3 separate regions of the Sus scrofa genome follow, and all the other regions are linked to region 1. A link is a contact called in public Hi-C and HiChIP or PLAC-seq data. All regions are on one chromosome and are shown on one strand. The core of a region is the stretch at or near the end of the contact, and the rest is flanking DNA. Distances in the headings are between cores, read along the strand shown.

The links. A called contact is a pair of places that touch in the nucleus more often than the background predicts. HiChIP or PLAC-seq counts read pairs in DNA pulled down with a chosen protein or histone mark.
Region 2: a Hi-C map of retroperitoneal adipose tissue shows a contact between it and region 1, with 2.2 times the contacts expected there. The contact joins the promoter of ZNF217 here to the enhancer-like site in region 1. A contact is called at or near these places in 4 of 47 Hi-C or Micro-C datasets (embryonic fibroblasts, omental adipose tissue, retroperitoneal adipose tissue and 1 more) and 2 of 2 datasets of contacts at active chromatin or transcription factors (alveolar macrophages and skeletal muscle).
Region 3: a contact with region 1 is called in an H3K27ac HiChIP or PLAC-seq map of alveolar macrophages. The contact joins two enhancer-like sites. A contact is called at or near these places in 1 of 5 promoter capture datasets (liver), 3 of 47 Hi-C or Micro-C datasets (adipocytes, fetal skeletal muscle and subcutaneous adipose tissue) and 2 of 2 datasets of contacts at active chromatin or transcription factors (alveolar macrophages and skeletal muscle).

What each region holds. Positions count from the first base shown.
Region 1 is chr17:54,821,954-54,824,585 of Sscrofa11.1, reverse strand. All of the region lies in intron 1 of LOC110257493 (a long non-coding RNA gene), which reads right to left. Among named protein-coding and RNA genes, the nearest start is that of ZNF217, 190 kb to the right of the region's middle. Within about 2 kb of position 1,290, at least 37 of the 83 cell types and tissues checked have an H3K27ac peak or open chromatin away from gene starts, as enhancers often do. A contact at or near this core is called in alveolar macrophages, liver, omental adipose tissue and 3 more, where this site is marked.
Region 2 is chr17:54,630,443-54,633,074 of Sscrofa11.1, reverse strand. It overlaps ZNF217 (zinc finger protein 217), which reads left to right and starts at 1,320. Exons shown (of 6, transcript NM_001123217.1): 1 at 1,320-1,524.
Region 3 is chr17:54,656,801-54,659,432 of Sscrofa11.1, reverse strand. It overlaps LOC106506721 (a long non-coding RNA gene), which reads left to right. Exons shown (of 4, transcript XR_001302218.2): 3 at 233-330; 4 at 2,163-2,632. Among named protein-coding and RNA genes, the nearest start is that of ZNF217, 26 kb to the right of the region's middle. Within about 2 kb of position 1,317, at least 38 of the 83 cell types and tissues checked have an H3K27ac peak or open chromatin away from gene starts, as enhancers often do. A contact at or near this core is called in alveolar macrophages, liver and subcutaneous adipose tissue, where this site is marked.

The DNA of each region.
Region 1 (2,632 bases), core at 41-2,540:
AGTAGATGCAAACTGACATTTAGAACGGATGGGTAACGGGGTCCTGCTGTACAGCACAGGGGACTGTGTCCAATCTCTGGCAACAGAACATGATGGGGGATGATATGAGAAAAAGCATGTGTGTATATGTATGACTGGGTCACTCTGCTGTACAGCAGAAATTGGCAGGGCATCGCAAATCAACTATAATTTTAAAAGTGCAAAATAAGGAGTTCCCGATGTGGCTCAGTGGGTACAAACCCAACTAGTATCCGTAAGGATTCAGGCTCAATCCCTGGCTTCGACCACTGGGTCAGGGATCTGGCATTGCCGTGAGCTGTGGCGAAGGTTACAGACATGGCTCGGATCCAGTGCTGCTGTGGCTGTGGCGTAGACCAGCAGCTGCAGCTCTGATTCAGCCCCTAGCCTGGGAACTTCCATATGCCACAGGTACGGCCCTAAAAAGAAAAAAAAAAAAAAAGAAAAAGAAAAAAGAAAAGCAGAGGTGTCTCCTCCTCACCACACACTCACATATATCCTGTGGCTCTAATTCCTGCACAGTTCTTGTGCCTGCAGAAGCCCACAGATAGAAGCAGCTCAGCTCTCTGGTCAAAGTAACAATGCTGGTAAAAGAAACCCCAACGGGCCCAAAAAGAAGCCTTCACAGAAGGACATACCAAAAGTTCATTAGAAAGGAAACAGGTCCTCACAACCAAACAAAACAAACTGTTGGGAGATGCAGAGGATAGTATTAACGTGCTGAGCCAGAATGCGATTAATCAGCCTCCTTGCTCCCTTAGTTTCCAGCTGCAGAAATATGCCAAGGGGGAAAAACATCTCCCCAGTCCTATGAAGTGTAGGATGAGTGCTATTTTGATTCCAAGGCCAAGGCCGTAGATGGGGGTGTGGGGTGGGAACGTGGCCACTCCCTAACAGCAGAAAGACGCTCACAGGATCCGCTCCCAGACTATAAACATTCAGACTCCTAGCCAAGCACATAATAAAATGCTCTTGTGTGTGTGCGTGTGTGTGTGATTTCCTGCAGTTTAGACTCTTCACATGTAAACTGTGATGATTATTCATGTGGTCTCTGACTTAAAGAATGCCAAATTTCTCCGGAAGTTTCCAAAGCTTCCTGCTGAGAAGGAAGCCGTCTTTCAGGAGATATTTTACTGGCTGCAAAATGCTATGTGTCATGTCAGTGACTGTTAGATTTGAAACAAGAATACGAGAAACAATCCACTGATGGTGATCACAACCAGAGACGTCACCGGGAGAGCCTGTCTTTACAAACAGCAAAGGAACACACGCAGCATCCCTGACCCCAGCCTCTGGAGACGGTCTTGTGTAATTAATCACGAATCTTACCCAAAAGTCAAACCATGTTTGCTCCAAAAGATGACACACTTAAGATTTTCCTACAACTGGTTTAGATCAAGAAGCAAATTTTCTCTCTTTCACTCGGGACATAAACACGGACTCTAAGTCTCTTTTAAGAGATGAATCATTTAGTCCCTGCATCTGACATGGGATTAGGTCATCTGTTTGTTTCGGGGATAGAGTCTACCCTTGACTACAACTGGGTTCCACGATTTGTTCAAACGTTTTCTGGCAATTTCTGATTTGTTGAGACAAAGATCAGAAGCTTAAATCCCACTGCACTAACTGGCTAGGTTATGACCAAGGTGGAACAGAGCCAAAAAGCTGCAAACACACATACGATGTGTTGTTGGGACCTACCGTCTGTCTGCCTTCATGAGGACAGGATCATCCTAGCACGCTCACCCACCAGGTGGCTCAATGAGCTGGAAATGTTTTTCTTTCCTTTTTAAACAGCAGGAACAGAAGAGATCAGTAATTAACCAGGTGAGCAATTCGTTTGCCTCCTGGAACATACTAGAAAGTAAAAATAACCATCCTCTTTCTTGCAGCACTGACATCTCTACATAAATCAACAAACCAGAGAAGGAGAGAAGGAGCCGAGAGGGAGGGAGGAAGAGCGAGAACAAGAAGAACGCAACGCTCCACAGTCACGCAATAAACAACCCGAGGACACCTTCTGAGCGGAGTAATCCAGAAACTCAGAGATCACCCAAGTAGCTTCCACATTCAGCTAATTGAAGAGTACATTTTAAATAATACCTTCAGTTTGCCTGCCATTTAGAGTTTATCCAGGGCTTTCACATATATTATTTTAATCATTTAATTGTTTTATTATTTTGTCTGACTTCGTTAATCGTCTTTTATACTGGAGAAAGGCAAAGATTAAAGGAGAATAAATGATTTTAAAAAGATGGAACACCTAGGACAAGACTGAGCCAAAATGCACCTTGGTAGTTCCTTCTTAGTCTACTGCTCCTGCCCTAACACGTAACACGAGAGGGTTTTCACCTCTTCTGGTTTTGCTACAACGTTCATACACCTCTCACGTGTTCGCAGGTATCTCCCAAGGTTTACGAACCCTGTCACAAAATAACACTGTAAGAATTAAAGCGCTGCACTAAACTGTACCCATCACAGAGGGTCAGAGGACACTAACAGATCCCAGCGCATCCACCTCTTCTGTTCTGCTCAGAAAACGCACTTTTCCCAGCCAGCATCTCTCCCCACAGAAAACTACTCTCACTCCATAGCAGTGGTTCTGCCAGCCAGG
Region 2 (2,632 bases), core at 71-2,570, 190 kb after region 1:
GTGGAAAAAAAAAAGAGTTCTGGCCTAAGAGTCTACTTCTGGCCCTGCTAATTAATGGTGAGAAGTAGTTGGTGTGCTTCCTTTTTAACAAAGACTAACCAGACCATATGTGGGGTTAGGAGTTATACATAAAATGACAGCAAAAACATCACACTTGGCAAATTCTTCCCCTTTGCTAAGAAACTGTCCCCTAAACTCCATTTCTTATTTATTAAGGATTGCATTGCTCACCAGCAGAGCATTTATGTAGGGCTTTTTTGGGTCCCGACTTATTAAAATATATGCTTTAAGTGCCTGTCTTGATATATTTTAAGATTTCCCCTTTTGGATACACTGAAGGCCAATACAAAAAAAAAAAAAAAGAAAAACAAAGAACCCAAAAAACTTCGCTATTTTGTTTGTGGTGACTTGCATAGCTCCCTTTTGTGTTTGTATCTTGGGACAGAGAATTTGGTGGATGTGACTGTTACTTCTGTGGTTCCTCCTAGGGGCTTATTTAAATGGGGTAATATCACTGGCCTTCGGAATCATAACTTTTTCTTTTTTCGTGAGCAAATAAAAAAATGGCTGGGAAACGCTTTACGTGAAGAGGGGAAAAGCTAGTTTTTGTTGTTGTTTTTGTCCCTAGTTTAAAGCCTGGTTTCATCCACGTGGATTTCTATCAAAGCCAAGTGGATTCCTGGAACCTAGGCCAAGTTTAGAAATCTCAAGTTTTTACAGCAGCGCAAGCCCTGCCCTTTTAGAAAACCAGCAACCAGGCATTAAAGGATGCCTTAATGAAGATACTAATTTAAAAATATTTTAATCATCTTTATTCATCGACCTTTCTCATGCTTGAAGAAAATCCGAAAAAATATTGTTTGTGCACAGCTGTCTCCTCACCTACCCAAATAAGTGTAAACGCTTTTCGCCTATTAGTAATACCGGATGACCCAGGAGTTCGGGCAACCAGCCCCTCCCCTCGCCCGGGCACACCTTGCAAGGGAGGGGGAAGCGGAGAGGCAGAGGCCTGGAACTGCGCCTGCGCACTGCCTTCGTGGGCCCCCTCCCCGCATACCTGTCACTGGAACTGCCGGGCGCGCGCCGGCCACGTTAAGCCGGATGGCGGGAGGCGGGGGTGTAGGGGCGGTGAAAGGCGCGCGCGTGCGCGGGAGTCGCAGGGCGAGAACAGGGAGTGCGCGCGCTCCTCGGCTCGCCCGCGTTCCGGAGGCGGAGTCCTCGGCGGTGGGCGGGGCAGGGGCGCGCCTGCGCAGATCACGTGGGTGAGGGGCGGGCCCGAGGGCGGGGCGGCCGGTGAAGGCAGGAGGCGGGGCGTCTCCGAGCTGCCGGGCCGAGGGAGGGCGCAACAGCTGCTCCCTGAGCACTTTCTGACCCAACAGTCCCCCTGCGCCGGACGCGCCGCGCCCCGGCGGCTCTAGGGACCCCCCGCGCCTGCACTGTCCCCGCGCGGACGAGTAGGGGGCGCCCGCGCCTTTGCCCCCCGTGAGCACCCCCCGCCCCGCTCACCTTAGCCCCGCGCCCGAGGTGAGCCCGGCCCCCAAATCTTCCGGGCGGGGGTGGGGTGGGGGTGGGGGCGCTGCTTTTGGGGGGGTCTTCAAGGAGTGAGGCGCTGAGGCGCCCTGAGGGATAGCCTCGCCCCTCGCCCAGTGGCCCCCTGCCTCTTTTGGGGGCCGGTGCGGGCGCGGAATCCGGGAGGTGTCCGCACAAAAGGCCGAGAGAAACTCCCCGTCGCCTCCCCTCCCTCCTGCCTTCCCCGCCCCCTCCCCTCCTCGCCTGCTCCCTCCTCATTCAAACCTCGGCTCGCTCGTGTGGTGTCAGTTCAGTCCCGGCCGCCGCCGAGCGAGGAAATGGCCGAGGAGCCGGAGCCGCAGGTAAAGGGGGCGCGCCCCCCCGCCCGCGCGGGGCCTTGGGGGGCGCCTCGCCCTCGCCCCTCCGGCGTCCCCCGAGCCCGCCCTCGAGTCTCCGGTGCTCGTTATCTCGCCCCCCTCCCCAGATTGTCTGCCCGCCCCGCCCGCCCCCCCATCCCCACTCTCTATTCGGCTCCTCTCGGGCGCCCCCTCCCCATCCGGCTTCTGAGCATTTCCACCGGAGAGAAGGTGTCGGGCGAGCCCCCGGTGTGTACTGTGTTTGACCATCACACTCACTCATGGAACCAGTCAAGATGGCTTGGGGGCGGGGGAGTCCCCCCCCCTTCCCTAGGTCGGGAGAGAGGGGCCCGCCGGAGGGGGCCCGGGGGCTGCGTGGGTGGCTGGGTGGGGGGCTGTTCCTGAAAAGTTGGGTGGCTCCGCCGGCAGGTCTCCGCGTTTGCCCTCTCGGCCGTGGGGGGCGGGCGGAAGGGAGCGGGCCGGCGCGGGGACCCCTGCGATGGCCCGGGAGGGGCCCGGGCAAGTTGGAAACAGCCAAAACAATGCGTCCTAACAGGCGTCCCCCGCAAACAATGGCCGGGACCGTCCGCACGGGCCGGGCGGAGGGCGCGTCTATAGGGGCCGAGGGAGGGGGCTTGGCCTCGCCGCGGACCCCGACGCGCACCCCAGCCAGCCCCCCAGGTTCCCCTAAATCCGTCCCCGGGAGTCCTGATCCTCTGCCCATCCCTGAGCAGGCGGTGCACCGGGCTGCGTTTCCTGGGTGTGTG
Region 3 (2,632 bases), core at 68-2,567, 170 kb after region 1:
GACACAAAAAAAAACGCTAAGATAGTTTTTAAAAATAATTTTTCCCTCGGTAACCAAAAAAAAAAAATCATTGTAAACAAATGTGAAAAATAAATACACATACACAGAGAAAAATAAAAAGTACTGATGATTATTCGTAACATTTTAGTAGACAAGAAAGGGGTTTGTTTTGTTTTGTTTAAGAAAAATCCTTCACGCAGTGCAGAATCTGGGATTTTTTTTTTTTTTTTAGGTGTCGGGATAAACTAAGACAAAAATACATTCAAGGAGAAAACAGAGGAAGTCATTCTACTTGAATGGCAGAATCGAAACTGCTTCCTCCTCAAACAGGTACATCCTCTGTGGTGAAAAAGGACCAGGATCTTCAAGGGAAGGGGTAGAAACAAGACTCGTGTATTCCTTGGGAGTTCCAGGGCTTGGAAAGCCCGGGCTTGCCGTAAAAGCAACAGGCATAGGAGCTTACAGAGTCTGGATGTACAGAAGGGGACATCAAGACTCAGGTTACAAGGCACCAGGCATCCCAGGGACAGGCCAGCACTCTCAGCCAGAAGTCCTGGATTTAACTTTGAGCTCTGTAATGGACTAACGTTGTGACCTTGGAAAGGTCAAGGTCTCTCTGAGCCAGCGTTTCCTAATCTTTGAAATGGGACAACACACTTCCCCTTTCTACCTTGCAGAGTCATATGAAGATAATCTATCTGTGAAATCCTTTTAGTGGCACAATGCAGACATTCTGTTAAAGAGGCACCATTCCAAGCTCTTCTGTATTGTTTGGATGAAAACATGATTTCCTTGTCTACATTATTTATCTACATGGACTTACTGGTGTTTGCAAAGATGAAATAAGCTGCTTCCACGGAGCCTGTTCAGAAACTTGGGTTGGTTCAATTCTTTGCAGATGTATCTCAAGTCATGTTTTTAAAAATTCGTCCCTAGAAATACTCTTCCTCAGCTGTCCCGAGGTTAAAACCACCTCCCTCACTGTTTATTCCCGACTCCTCGAACATGGGCTGACTGTTTTTGGACAGGGTTTAATGGCCTAAGCTTAAGCCCTCTTGATAAATGGATCGAGAGGTCCGTGTTTCCTCGCCAAACACATTTTCATCTGGACTCCATCTCTGCCCAAATTCTGTAGGGCTCTGGCCATAAATATGTAACGCCTCTTAGGAACATGGACCTGCCTATCTGTGGGCCCACGCCCCTCTGCTGTTCCATATGAAACTTGGAGGCAGGCCAGGGTATGGCCAAGTAACTACCGTGTCTAGTTCATCACAGGCCCTCCAGAGCAGGGGCCACAGAGGCCCCTCCTCTCTGGACCAGGGTGCTTGGGTGGGACTGTGATCCCCTGGGGCAGCGGGAGCCTTTGTGAAATTGCCGCAGTATGGACAAATTTGGTGCCGGCTTCCTGGATTTAGGCCACGGTTACTGGTTGGCTTTTCTGAGCCTGTTTTTGGCACAGGTAGGAAAGGAGGAGAAAAAAAAAAATGGTGTAAGCGTGTTTCGAAATCTTAGATCATTTCATGAATGACTCAGTGTTTCCTTTTGGAAAAGTGCAATAATTGGCTTTCATGAATAACTTAGCTTTGGGAAAAAAAAAAAGGTTCTAAATATTGAGGAGTCTTTTGTGCTATCTGAACACAGCCATCCTTCCATCTTCGTTTTTATAGCTTCCAGAGGAATTTCATTCACTTGATAACGTGAACTTGTTGAAAAACAAACTGTCACATACTTCCTCCTTCAGGCTTCCTGTTCTTTCTGAGAAAAGAATTGAGGTTGCCTTTTCTTTCTCTCTTTCTTTCCTTTTTTTTTTTTTTTTTTTCCATTTAAAAATGTAAAATAGAATGTATCAAATGAACTTGTGCAGTAAAGCTGACAGTGTTATGTGTCAATTACATCCCAATCGAGCTGGAGAAAATATTCAGAAGACAAAGCTATTACCCTTTATACGATGAGCTCTATTCAGACCAGAAGAGAAGAGCAAGTTCTTTCTCTCTTGACACCATTAAAATGTCATACAGTGTATATTTCTTTAGGGTACGAAGTAAATAACGAGGTATGTTTTCAAATATTATCCTTAATTCATTTAGGCCCAGTTCCGTTTTAGAATTAAACAAACAAACCAAAACCAGCAGCCTCTCTCTCTTCTGTCTCTCTCTGCACAGAGAAAATCCTGAAGTTTGAAGGCAGAAGATACCCATTCCTCCGGCATTAGCACTGTTACATCCAGCTTCAGAATATAAACCCAGACGAGGTCTCAAATGACTCATTACTGGAATAAATGTTTCTCATGTTAAAGGTATGCAAATAGAGCTTAATCGGTGAAGGAAGACTCTGCAATTCAATAAATAAGGTGGAGAATGTTACTGTGGTTACTGGGGACTCTATTTGCATACAGGCTTATCTTGTTTTTAAAGCAGTAAGGAAAAGAAAGGAGGGAGAGGAAAATCCCAACTTTCACCACATGTTCTCAAAATACAGTCTTATAATAAGGCAACCCCAGTTCAGGCCCTGTTCACAAGCCAAAAAAAAAATGCTTAGTGCGGAAGAATCCAAAACACATTAGAATCATTTTCTAGACTATAGAAAGCAAACGAGGCACTAGCCTCAGGTCATCTTACTGAGAAAATTACAC